3 separate regions of the Gossypium hirsutum genome follow, and all the other regions are linked to region 3. Evidence: chromatin contacts called from public Hi-C data. All regions are on one chromosome and are shown on one strand. The core of a region is the stretch at or near the end of the contact, and the rest is flanking DNA. Distances in the headings are between cores, read along the strand shown. Region 1 holds the start of LOC107896692 (endo-1,3;1,4-beta-D-glucanase). Region 2 holds the start of LOC107895981 (phylloplanin). Region 3 has its middle 30 kb from the start of LOC107896696.

Region 1 (4,092 bases), core at 1,427-3,926, 320 kb before region 3:
AAATCGACATTATGCATGTGGGCTGAAAGGAAGTACGCCCTGAATCGCGGATCTTCTTATTCTTCATCTAAACCCCCTTCAACATCTTCAGGTATGGTTGGAATAGGCTTCAGTTTTGAAAATAATCCAACTTCTACACCATCTGGGTCGTGCTCTCGAGGTGGATCCACATCGGACTCATCATCCGACCCACCATCATCTGCAATGAACGAGGTACCCTCTCCGGTTGATGTCGTAGGGAGTACATCATCCCTTCTTCTAGATGTTTCATAACGTCCCCAATCTGATATGGATTGCCAACCATTAGAAGTTGATGCCATTCCCCAATATGTATTTCCAGTATCAAACATCGACCCACCGAGGTGCATGTCCCATCCACCAACGGAGTGTCGTGCAGGGGTTGTATATTCTATACTGCTACCAGACACGGACGCTTTAGTGTTTTGCCACCCACTAAAGGAGTTTCGGGCAGGGGTCGTGTATTGCTCTCGAACAACATTAGATGTTGAAGTCACAAATGCATCATTTGGCAATGAAAATTGTACATATAACTTAAGATAGAGTGATCCACTAGTAAGATGAGTCTGCACCATTGCCTCCAAGCTACAAGGACCTTCGATGTCGAATGAGTCATATCTCACGGGATCAACCGAAGTACAAAATTGATACTTAATAGACAAAACTTTCATCGGCGTTGTTCCGAAGATTTTACGCCTAATTTTTTTACAAAGTTCTGTCAAATCTATGTTCTGGATAAAAATCAGTCGCGCTACGTTCTCCGATAAAAAAACAACGCCGTTTTCGGTGTCACGGACCTCGCCATCATAGTAAATAACAACACTAATATGTTCACTCATCTTCAGTTTCTATTTTACTTTAGCATCAATTTCTCTTGTTGTAACTTATGCAACCTGAGAATGAAATTTGTCTCATTTATAGTCTAAGGCTTTTTCAAATACTACTGTAGCAAAAGAGCGTTTACGTAAGAGCTTTTTTCCGTAATTTTGCTGACAGTGTATCATTCTTGAAGTGTTTTTGACATTATTTGTTCAGAAACATCTTCTCAAATTTATTTTTTCAGATACCACTGTAGCAAAAGAGCATCCACGTAGGAGCTTTTTTCCGTAATTTTGCTGACAGTGCATCATTCTTGAAGCATTTTTGACACTTTTTGTTCAGAAACATCTTCTCAAAATCATTTTTTCAGATACTACTGTAGCAAAAGAGCATCCACGTGGTAGCTTTTTTCCGTAATTTTGCTGACCGTGCATCCTTGTTAAAGCATTTTTGATACTATTCATTCAGAAACATCTTCTCAAAATTATTTTTCAGATAGTACTGTAGCAAAAGAGCGTCCACGTGGAAGCTTTTTTCCGTAATTAATAGTTAATTTAATTAATAAACCCTAAAAACCCTAAACCCTAATTTAATTGATTTTTTTAATTTCATAGTTAATTTAATTAATTAACCCTTAATTTTAATTTAATTAATTTTCCCATAAAAACACTCAAACCTTAAACCCTAAAGACCTTAAACCATTAAACCCTAACCCTAAACTAATAAAAAACCCTAACCTTAAAAAAGGGGAAAAACGCTTCCCTAGGGGAGCGTTTTGTTGACACGTCCCCTGACTTCGCGCTGACGTGGACACACTTTCAAGAAAAGTGGCCCTTTCGGGTAAATAATCAAAAAGACAGACTATTTCGGTAAATAATGATATAAAAGGGCTTTTTTAGTAAATTACCCATTAGAATATGACAAAAATTATTATCTTCGACTGACAATCATTTCTACCCACCCCAGGCTTTAGTTGTCCCCCACATTAGCAATGCCACATTTTTTATTAGGCTTTATTAATAAATAGGTTAAAATGTGCCATAAATATATCTAACTTTCATAATTTAGTCTTTTATTTTTTATATTACAAAATTTATGTTTAATTATTGGCATTGTTAAAATTATTATGTCAAATTCAGGTTTATTACAATATCAATTTTTTAGTTATATATTTACCAAGTGAATATTTATTTTATTTCAAAATGTCATATCAATAAATTTAACAAAAAAAGGCAACAATTGGACCTTTATTTGAAATTTGAAAAATAAAGAGACTGAAAATAAAAGTACAAATACCAAATTTTAAATTTGTGAATAGTATAGGGACTTATTGCATATTTTAACCTAATAAAATAAGTGATAAAGCAATATTTAGTCTTTGAAGTTGATAATTTCCTCTAATTCAATCCTTGAACTTGTTGGGTTCATATTAATCTTGAAACTTGATAATTTTTTTCAATTCAATCCTTGAAATTGGATTGTATTAAGATATGATGATAAATCGCTATAACATAAACCAAAAAATATGAAAAGATTAAAATTTTATAAAGAAATTGTAATTTTTAAAAAAAATCAAATAATGATGTGGCACAATTATAGTTTTACATAATCATAACTTAATAGAAACCAAATTTAAAGATTAAATTAAAGAAAATTATCAAATTTTAATTTTAATTTTAATATTGATAAAAAATTCAATACCAAAATAAATTTTTTTATCAAATTTAAATACTAAATATTTCTTTGTCCCATAAATTAATCCTTAAATTATTGATTCTTAAAAGTTTTCTATCAGTCTTAAATTATAAATTTTATGTTAGTTTATCCAAAAAATGACATGGAATGTGACACATAACCTATTTCTATTTAAATAAAGCCTTTTTATTATTCCTCTCGAAAATCCCGTCTTCTTCTTCCAACTTCACTGTTGGTGTTTGTTTTTATACAGTAGAAGCACTATTTGTTCAAACAAAGCGAGAGAGAGTGTTTTTTGGTTAGAAAAAAAAAAGAGAGGAAAGACAATGTCAGGTCCTCAGTGCTGTTCGAACCCGCCAACATTGGACCCTGCAAGTGGAGCTGGTCATGTTGAGAAAATTGCTGGCTTCAACACTTATGTTTCTGGCTCTATTCAATCCAACCTTACTATTCTTCTTGTCTCTGATGTTTATGGTACTTATGCACAGCCTCTTCATTTTTTCTTTCCTTTATCTTTCTGCTTCGGTCTTTAATGTGAGTTTTCCCTCATTTTCGATTTGGGTTTTGTGTGAAATTTGTGAGCAACTTGTCTGTTTAGGAATCCAGCAACTTCAAGGTTCCTTTTTTTTCTTTTTTTTTTGGATTTGTTTTCACTTTGCAGTCTGTTTTTCAATATATTATATATGGGTTTTGTATTTGACTATCGATTTAAGCTAATATTGGCTCTGAAACTAGTTCAGTAGGATGCTGGGGGTTAATATAATTTTGTACTGATTATGGATGTTTTTCAACATATTATCTCTGGGTTTTGTATTGTTTATGATATAATCGTATTATATCTGTAATATAATTTTGGATTACTAACCATTTACTTTCATTGAGCATTGTTTTGCAATTGCTTATCACTGTTCCATTAAGTATAGATATTGTTGTCATCAGTATCATGATAATGATTACCATCGTCTTGATCATCTGTTAATATCACTGTTCTTTTTCATGGCTTTGCAGGATATGAGGCTCCAAACTTGAGGTAAGCCTAATTCTGCTAGTGAAACTGCTTCTTTTTTGCCGATGTTTTGCCTTCATTATCTCTTCTATGAGTACTAGGAAGTCGAGTTTTTACTCTTTAAGATGTTATTTTTCGATTCTCGCACATGCATATAAATATTGAGATGTTAAAAGATGTTTATTAAGATTTCAGAAGGAATACAAAAGTTCAAAGCTAGTCACAGTGCTAGCATAAGCAAAGAGCAAAAAGAACGAACCACTAAAACACAACACTAATATAGAAAACAACTAAAGTGGAACTTGTCTTAAACTTAACTAAAACACCCCAAATCAAATTTCCTTTGCCCCGCCAACTCTAGTATAAAGCCAGCAGGTTGTCAATCTGGAAAGTCTGTATAGCAAAAGAAATTCTCCACCAAGCTAATCAAGGAACCGTTCATAAATAAATGGTAATTCAGCAGGTAGGTTACTACCATCAAAAAGTGTCCTCACCCATATCCAAAACATGTACCCCAGTTACTAGCCTCATGAAAAGCTTCTTATATATATGCT
Region 2 (3,797 bases), core at 187-2,686, 290 kb before region 3:
ATATGGAAGGACTCACCGCGTAAATAGCCCCAAGGCTACAAAACACGCGGTCCTGGCCTATGCGGGTCGGGTCGACCCGCCCCTTCCCCAAAACGACGCCGTTTTGGCATATGGGGAAGGAAATGAAATGGTGTCGTTTCATGCAACATATTTAAGCCCCAAATTTTTTTTTTAAATTCATTTGCAGCCCATTTTTGAAGAAAATTTTAAAAAAACTTTTCTTTTTTTCTGTTAGGTTTTTAAACCCCCTCTTTGTGCCGTCGACTGTCCACCGCGCCACCACCGCATTTGGTGGCCGGTGTTACACCAAAATGGGCTCTTTTAGCCCTTCTTTTTTATACGCATTGGAGATTTGCTCCAAAAAACAAAAGACAAGGGCTCAACCCCCTCTTTTGAACTCGACCACGCCGAACGAAGAGGAGAGCTCCGACGATGCGGCTACGAGGTGGATCCAGTAAGTCACCCTTCTCCTCTTTCCCTTTATTCATTTTATGCCCACTTTGTTTAACAGATTTGTATTAAAATTGAAAAGAAATATTAAAGAAATAAAATGAAGTGAAAATAAAGAAAATAAAATCAGAGATCAACCTTTTTGTATGTTTTTTGCTTTGATTGCTAGTGTTCGTTTTTTGTTTGATTGCTTAATATGCGTAAAAAAAATAAAGGGAATGAAAATGGCTTTTATAGCCGAATACATGCTTGTTCTTATTTCTATTTTGTTTGTTTCTTCGTTGTTTCTTTTGTTTGCTATCATTTTTGTCCTCTTGTTTGTTGTTTCTTTTTGTTTGCGTGCTAGTCTCGTTTTGTAGGTGAAGTGGGCGACCAGACGCGTGCGAGGAGGCGTGTACCGGTGGTGGCGTGCGTGGTGGCCATTGGTGAGGAGCGGCGGCTGAAAAGATTGGGGCTAGGGTTGCTGAGATGTTTTGGGTAGTTGAGTTAGGGTTTTTAAACTTTTGGGCTTGTTGGGCTTGTTGGGTTTAGGCTGTTTAACATTGTAAATGGACTATTGGACTTTTATTTTATTTATTATATTTTAGGTTTTATTTTTGGTTTGCTGGTCTGAGTCAAAATTGGCTGCTACACTATGTTTAAATCTTAATATATATAGTTTTTTTTTAAATTTATTCTGTTTTTAAATTATATTTTATAAATTCCATATAGGATTAGAATTAGAAAAAAACTTTCTTATAATAATATTCATTTTTTTTTAAGATATACTATAAAATTTTTTCCTAATTAAATTAATGTTGGATTGATTCGTAAATTCAACTCATTTAAAAATTAAAAATAGTACATATAGATTATTTATAATCTAACAATATATTTTTTAAAAATGATGTACTTTATTACCATTTTATCTTCTCACCGTATTTTTTTCATAGTAATGCCAAATATTAGAAAATCTCAAATCACTTCTCAATTGCTTTTTCTTTTCTAAGTGAGTTTTTTTTTTTTCCAACAACAATGTTAAGCTATGCCAAAGTCTAGGGGGCAAGGTTTAGCCCCCACGTAGGTGAAGCCTACAATGGTGGCGTGCATGGTGCTGATGGTGAAGGTCCCCAACTTGTGTGGAAGATTTTAGCACCAACTTGCCCTCTAAGTTGCCTATAAATAACTAGGGTTGTCGAACATCACAGCTGCAAGAGTGGATCATTTTCATTGATATTAACTCGGTTAATTAACCAAAAACTTCATGGCCTTGAAAACACTTATGTTGGTTTGTCTCTTGCTTGCTGCAATGGCATTGATACCTCTAATTGCTGAAGCTCAACTAGGTGGACTCATTAGCGGCCTCCTTGGCTTGATTAGGATCCAAGGGACTGTATTTTGTACTGTCGATGGCAACATGGGTGTAAACGGCACTGCAACCCCAGCTTTCCCTAGTAAGCTTCTACTTTTCTATCATCATATTTTCCCGAAAAAATGATCACAAATGCTGAGTTATATATGTATTTGGTATAAATGTGTTTTAGATGCATTGGTGCAACTTCAGTGTGGTGGAAACGTGGTTTCGAGTTCAACCACAAATGGATCTGGCATGTTCTCCATATTATTAGATCCATTGCAATTCCTTGTCCCTTCATTGATCAACAACTGCAACTTAGCCGTAAAAACTCCGCTCTCCAATTGCAACACCTCCCTTGCATCCATCGGGGGATTGTCTTCAACCTTACAAGTCATCGGAAGCACCGTTGCTGGACTCTTGAACATCACTAACATCATCCCTACCGGGTTCGGGTTTTTACGAGCATGATGAAACTCGAAAACTAGAACAAGAACATCCATTGAACTAGTGATAAATATGGTGGTCGTTTTGAATGTCGAATGTGGCTATAGCGTCGCTCTTTGTTGTATAATTATTGTTGGCTTATAATAGATACAAATGTGGGGTTATAACAATGTCTGTAATTCTTAATAAAACTTACATTTTGTCATGTAAGTAAAGTCCCAATGTAATCTTGCTATGTTTCGAGAAATAAATAAAGTTGTGTTTGATAATACTTATTATATTGAAAACGACAACTTTCAAGATAATTAAATATACTTTTTTTTAAAAAATTAACATTTAATATTAAAATGTTAAATTGATTTTATTTTAAATTTTAATATAAATTATCTCTTTATTTTTTAAATAAATAAAAAATTTATTATATTTTTTATTTTTGTCAACAATTATCATAAATAATAAAAAATATTATATTAGGCAATGTTTGATAAAATATTGAAAATATTCAATGAATTGAAAATTAATTTTTTAAAGGGAATGAAAATTACTAAAGATTTTTTTTTTTGCAAAAAAAAAAGGTAAAAACCAACTTATTCCTTGTAACCTACTAGAATAAATTCAATGATTTTTATTTAAGATTATATTATCCTTTATAAAATAATATAATTATACTCAATATTTAATTTTAAATAATATACCAAATAAATTTTATAACTTAAATTCAACACTTCAATTTTTGATACTTATTTTTTCAATACTTAATTTTTAGTTTATCAAATATAACCTTAATAAAATTAAAATAAAATATTTTATTATTATAAAAAATAAAAATAATTTACGAAATCAATATATATTTATAATTACAAACAATATAATTATATTCTATATTTAATTTATATTAATATACCAAATAAATTATAATGGTTATAAAATTTTGTATTTAATTTTGAAACATTTAATTCAATTTATCACCGATTAACTTGTTAAGCCCAATCTCCCCAACCCACCTTCAAATTGGCTTCCGTTTTTAGCAACCTCCATTCGTCCAAGGCAGTCGGTTGGTTGGCAGTATGGCGAGCAAATGCCACCCCTGTGGTTCTCATCGTCCTTACTTCCACCTCCTTTGACGATCATCGATAGTTTTTTCAACATGAAGAGGTTTGATTTGGAATAATAATTTGTGGCCTTGATTTGACCTTTATCTTCTCTCGATGGGCTTGCTCTAGCAACCATCTGCCCTTTTTTGGTTGGGCTTTTCCTATCCGATGGTTCTTCTGCTGATCTATCACTTCCAAAGGGAGGGGGTGATTATGGTTCCATCGACAAGATAGCATTTTTGACGACTCTTGCCACTTGAGATTCATCATTTCTAAACTCTCAAATCCACGTTCCATAATTTGTAATGTTAGTAATTGCAACTTTTCATAAATGTGGAAACATCCTATATATACTAAAGCAAAGTTTTTATTCAAATAACAAAATTAAATTTTGCTGTACCACTTCTACTTCTCACATTTAGTTTGAGTTATAAAAATACAAAAGAAAAAAAGCTAATACTATTGTCGGTTTT
Region 3 (4,025 bases), core at 1,164-3,663:
TAATTTAATTACCGATTCATTTTTTTAATAATTAGAAGTGTACATCATTATTATTATTAAAAAATAGGAATGTTTGATGTCTATTGTCTACATCGTGAGGCCAATTTTCAAATATTTAGTCTAAAAATATTATAAAAGTTGATGTACTAATAATTATATTACATTTTATTTTTTTAATTAAAAAATAAATTAATTAATTTATGTTTGTTAGATTTAAGTTGATTTTTTGTTTAAAATATTATTTATTTGTATTGTTAAAAAATTAACGTAGCTGGTAAAACAATTAGACATTGATACGTAACATATTATGTATATTTCATGCTGATATATAATAATCAATTTTTAAGAGTAAAAATAAAATAAATTATTAATAAAAAGATTAATTTATTTCTTAATTTAACATATAATTATTATTTTATTTATTATTAAATAGAAAAAATAAAATATAATCCGATGTAGAGTTTTCAATGCAGCTATTTATTTTTAATGTAATACATTTTAAAATAGGTTTAGAGGGCACCATTTCCAAACAATTTGATAGACAAAAAGTCATCAATGTTGTTTACATTCAAAGGGTATTGTTCACTAACGTGCATGCGTGTTGTTTTCCTTTTATTTTGTCATAACATAATCGTACAAAACTGTTTTCTTTAATAAAAAAGTTTTAACTCAATTAATTAAATTATTTTACATAATTTTTAATTAAAAATCCAAATATTATGATTTAATCCATATTTATAGAATTTATTTTTACCACTTCAATTAAAATTTTATTTTAATATATTTATACATTTTAAGAAAGTAAATATCATTATAAACAATTTAAATATTTTTAATATTTTTAATTTAATATATTTAGCTATTTAATTTTTTTTACTCTCAAATAAAATAAAATTTAAATTTAAATTTTGTACATGTTATATATATATATATTTTATTAGTTTCAAACTTTACATTTGATTAATTTTTATATATATTATTTTTAAATACCTATTTATACTATAAATAAGTGATTTTCATGAATTTATAATATTAATAATTCATAATATGTATATATATTATACATTTATATATCAATTTGTATCGTGTTTTAAATTTTTTTTCATCAAATATCAAATTAATATCATATCCGGTATTGTTTCAATCATAAGTTAGGAGTACAAAAGGATGATACAGAGCGAGACAAAAGTAGCCTAGCGTTTTTTTCTTCATAATTACTTTCAATCTGGTCATAAGAATATTAATATATATTTGTGTTTCACACTTTTTTAATTTGATATTTTTGTTTTTAAGTTTAAAATAGTATCTGTATTTAACAAAAAAAATTATATATTTTAATGTCTAAAGATAATTGTGTTAATTGCTTAGTATTTACTTTAGATTTTAGAGTTAATTTTATAAAAGTTAATTATTACTATTGTTATGTTTAAATTTTCATGCTTTTGCTTTTTGGATTTTAGGATTGATTTTATCAAATTTAATTGTTAATATTATAAATTAATTATAAATTTTCATCAAATCAATCCTAAATTCTAATTAAAATTTTAAAATTAACATTGTCACATTTAAGTACTAAAATATATAATTTTTATCAAATACCAGTATCACATAGTATAAAAAAAATATAGATACCACGTTAAAAAATATTAAACTCATACACCAAAATGATTTATTAAGCCATATATTGGATAAACATATACTTTTTTTATGAAGAAAAACTATTAAAATTATAATGGCTTTGTAATTTTTGTTTTGTACAAATACAAATGTTCTCATTCATTTTACAGTTTGAGTTTAATCCTATTTGGAGAGCCAAGAATGATATTTAGGTAAAGCTCTTCTAATAATATCAATTCCAAGATTCAAACTTAGTCCAAATACTTAGAGAAGAAATCTACTTCCACTTCTTCCAACCACTTATTGGCAATGAGTTTACATTTTATACATAAAGAATTAACAAAAAAAAAAAGTAGTTCAATAATTGATATGTAAAAAATTAGCAAAAAAAAAGTAATTCAAGTTTATATGCTTACTAACAATTAGACCAATTTTTCAAATTTCATAAAATTCAAGGATTAAATTAAAAATAATTAATTTATCTATTTTCATAAAATAAAATAAAAATTAAAAATAGCAAATTTAAGACTTACATAGTGATGAATGAAGCATGAACAAATCATGGCTTAAAATAAGGGAGAAATAAAACAAAAAGAGAAATGGAATGCATATAATATGGAGATGGTGATTGAAGTGTGGAGTAGTGAGAAAGGGATGGATCTTTGATTGTTAAACAATTTGTATAAGATCTGTTTGGTTTAGAATATTAGTGTTTAAGAGCGGTGCCTTAGTAATTAATATTATCATAAGGAGAAGATATAATTCAGAATGGAGTGGGAACGAAGGGTTTTGGGGTGGGGGACCATTCTCACTTTTAGGGCGCATTTCATACTTTTACGGCACAAATTTAATGCACCACCATGCTATTTAATGCAAAACTTCTTTTTTTTTTTAATTCCAACATTCAAATGGTTTCTTTATTTGCATGGACAGGTGAGCAATAACAGCAAAGCACTATAATATTTGTCCTTTTCTTCAAGGAATAATACATACACTATATAAAGGATTCACTGAAAATAATTTTGTTAAATATTCTGATTATGAATAAAATTAGTAACTGAATTGAATTATGAATAACATTTTGAGTTGCTATTCTATCAAGAAAATTTGTAATTTTTTTTCTTTTTTGAAGGAATAAATGATGTTCGGTAATTCGTTGTAGCAGATTAAACTATTTTCCGTACTTAATGAGCTTGTAGGAAAGCAATTTAGTTATGTTTTTGTTTTTGTTTAGTTTTCACTTTTAGTATATAGATAATAAAAATAATAATTTGAGTTATTTATATTACCTTGGGGGCCAAAGTAGGCCTAAAGGTAGACTAATATGTTCGGTGAGTGTGTAGGACACCAGTCGCAGGTATAAGGACAGGAGACTACCTGCGATGTTGCAACACGGAGCTTGGATGTCATAACACAGTAAATAAAGTATCCAAAAGGAGCAGTCTTCCTTTGATGTCACAGCACAGGCTAGAATGTGTCGTGACATCGATATGACGAGGACACTTAATGAGCCAAGGGTGTTTCCATCTTCACAATGACCCTTAATGCAATATTGTCAGTCGAATTAGGCCAATGATTAGCGGCCAACCCTAGGTCTATAAATAGAGTTGTTCTGGACACTTTAGGGACAAATTTTACTTAGTTTTATTTTCACTTTCAGTTGTAATTTAGATTTTCTTCTAGTTTTAGTTTTTCTTTTAGTTTTCTATTTTGTTCTTCACGAGGATCGGATTGTAGTATCATCAACTCGTCAACGGATTATTGTTCGCACGTTTATAATTATATCAAGATTTTTCTTATCTTTGTTTTTTTTATCTATTCTTAATGTTTATATTTTCCATCAATTGCATTGTGTTTGTTAAATCCATAGGGAACTAATCTGGTAAGGGAGATTAACGAGTGGATGTGGGATTAATTAACGGCTATGTAGGGTTTCTTAGCGGACCAGCTCATTGGGATAGGAAAAACTTAAAACTCTAGGCTTGACGACCCTAAAAAGTTATACAGGTGGGAATAAACTCGAAATCGATATTGTTATCCGTGAAAACCTTACCCCAATCCGGTCTGGAATATGACTTTAAGAGATAAGTAATTATTGTTGACACATTAGGTTAGTGGAAGGCCGAGAGGCTCTGTTAGGTTAATGACTAGTTGATTTAATAGAACCCAAAATAGGAGTTAATTATGAACACTGGAGCGAGTTAGTCTTCTATCATTAAATCTAATAAAATCTGCAATCTATCTCCACCATAGTTTTTATTAATTTTTTATGAAATAGGTTTTCTCATCACCTAAGGATTAATCATAATATAGTTTAGTTAAAGTGCTAACTAGACGATTAGCGTAGAAGTTAATCTTAGTTTAGTCTTACCTCGCTTGGGTATGATCCTCGGAGTACTCCAATACTT

The links. A called contact is a pair of places that touch in the nucleus more often than the background predicts.
Region 1: a Hi-C map of fibers shows a contact between it and region 3, with 1.8 times the contacts expected there. The contact joins the promoter of LOC107896692 here to the enhancer-like site in region 3. A contact is called at or near these places in 4 of 34 Hi-C or Micro-C datasets (anther, fibers and leaf).
Region 2: a contact with region 3 is called in a Hi-C map of leaf, with 2.2 times the contacts expected there. The contact joins the promoter of LOC107895981 here to the enhancer-like site in region 3. A contact is called at or near these places in 5 of 34 Hi-C or Micro-C datasets (callus, cotyledon, leaf and 1 more).

What each region holds. Positions count from the first base shown.
Region 1 is chrA10:96,557,519-96,561,610 of Gossypium_hirsutum_v2.1, forward strand. LOC107896692 (endo-1,3;1,4-beta-D-glucanase) reads left to right here and starts at 2,677. Exons shown (of 7, transcript XM_016821920.2): 1 at 2,677-3,006; 2 at 3,541-3,562. The coding sequence starts at 2,859.
Region 2 is chrA10:96,587,803-96,591,599 of Gossypium_hirsutum_v2.1, forward strand. LOC107895981 (phylloplanin) reads left to right here and starts at 1,437. Exons shown (of 2, transcript XM_016821158.2): 1 at 1,437-1,883; 2 at 1,974-2,499. The coding sequence starts at 1,694. The coding sequence ends at 2,254.
Region 3 is chrA10:96,881,613-96,885,637 of Gossypium_hirsutum_v2.1, forward strand. No RefSeq gene overlaps it. Among protein-coding and RNA genes, the nearest start is that of LOC107896696, 30 kb to the right of the region's middle. Within about 2 kb of position 2,414, at least 2 of the 9 cell types and tissues checked have an H3K27ac peak or open chromatin away from gene starts, as enhancers often do. A contact at or near this core is called in fibers and leaf, where this site is marked.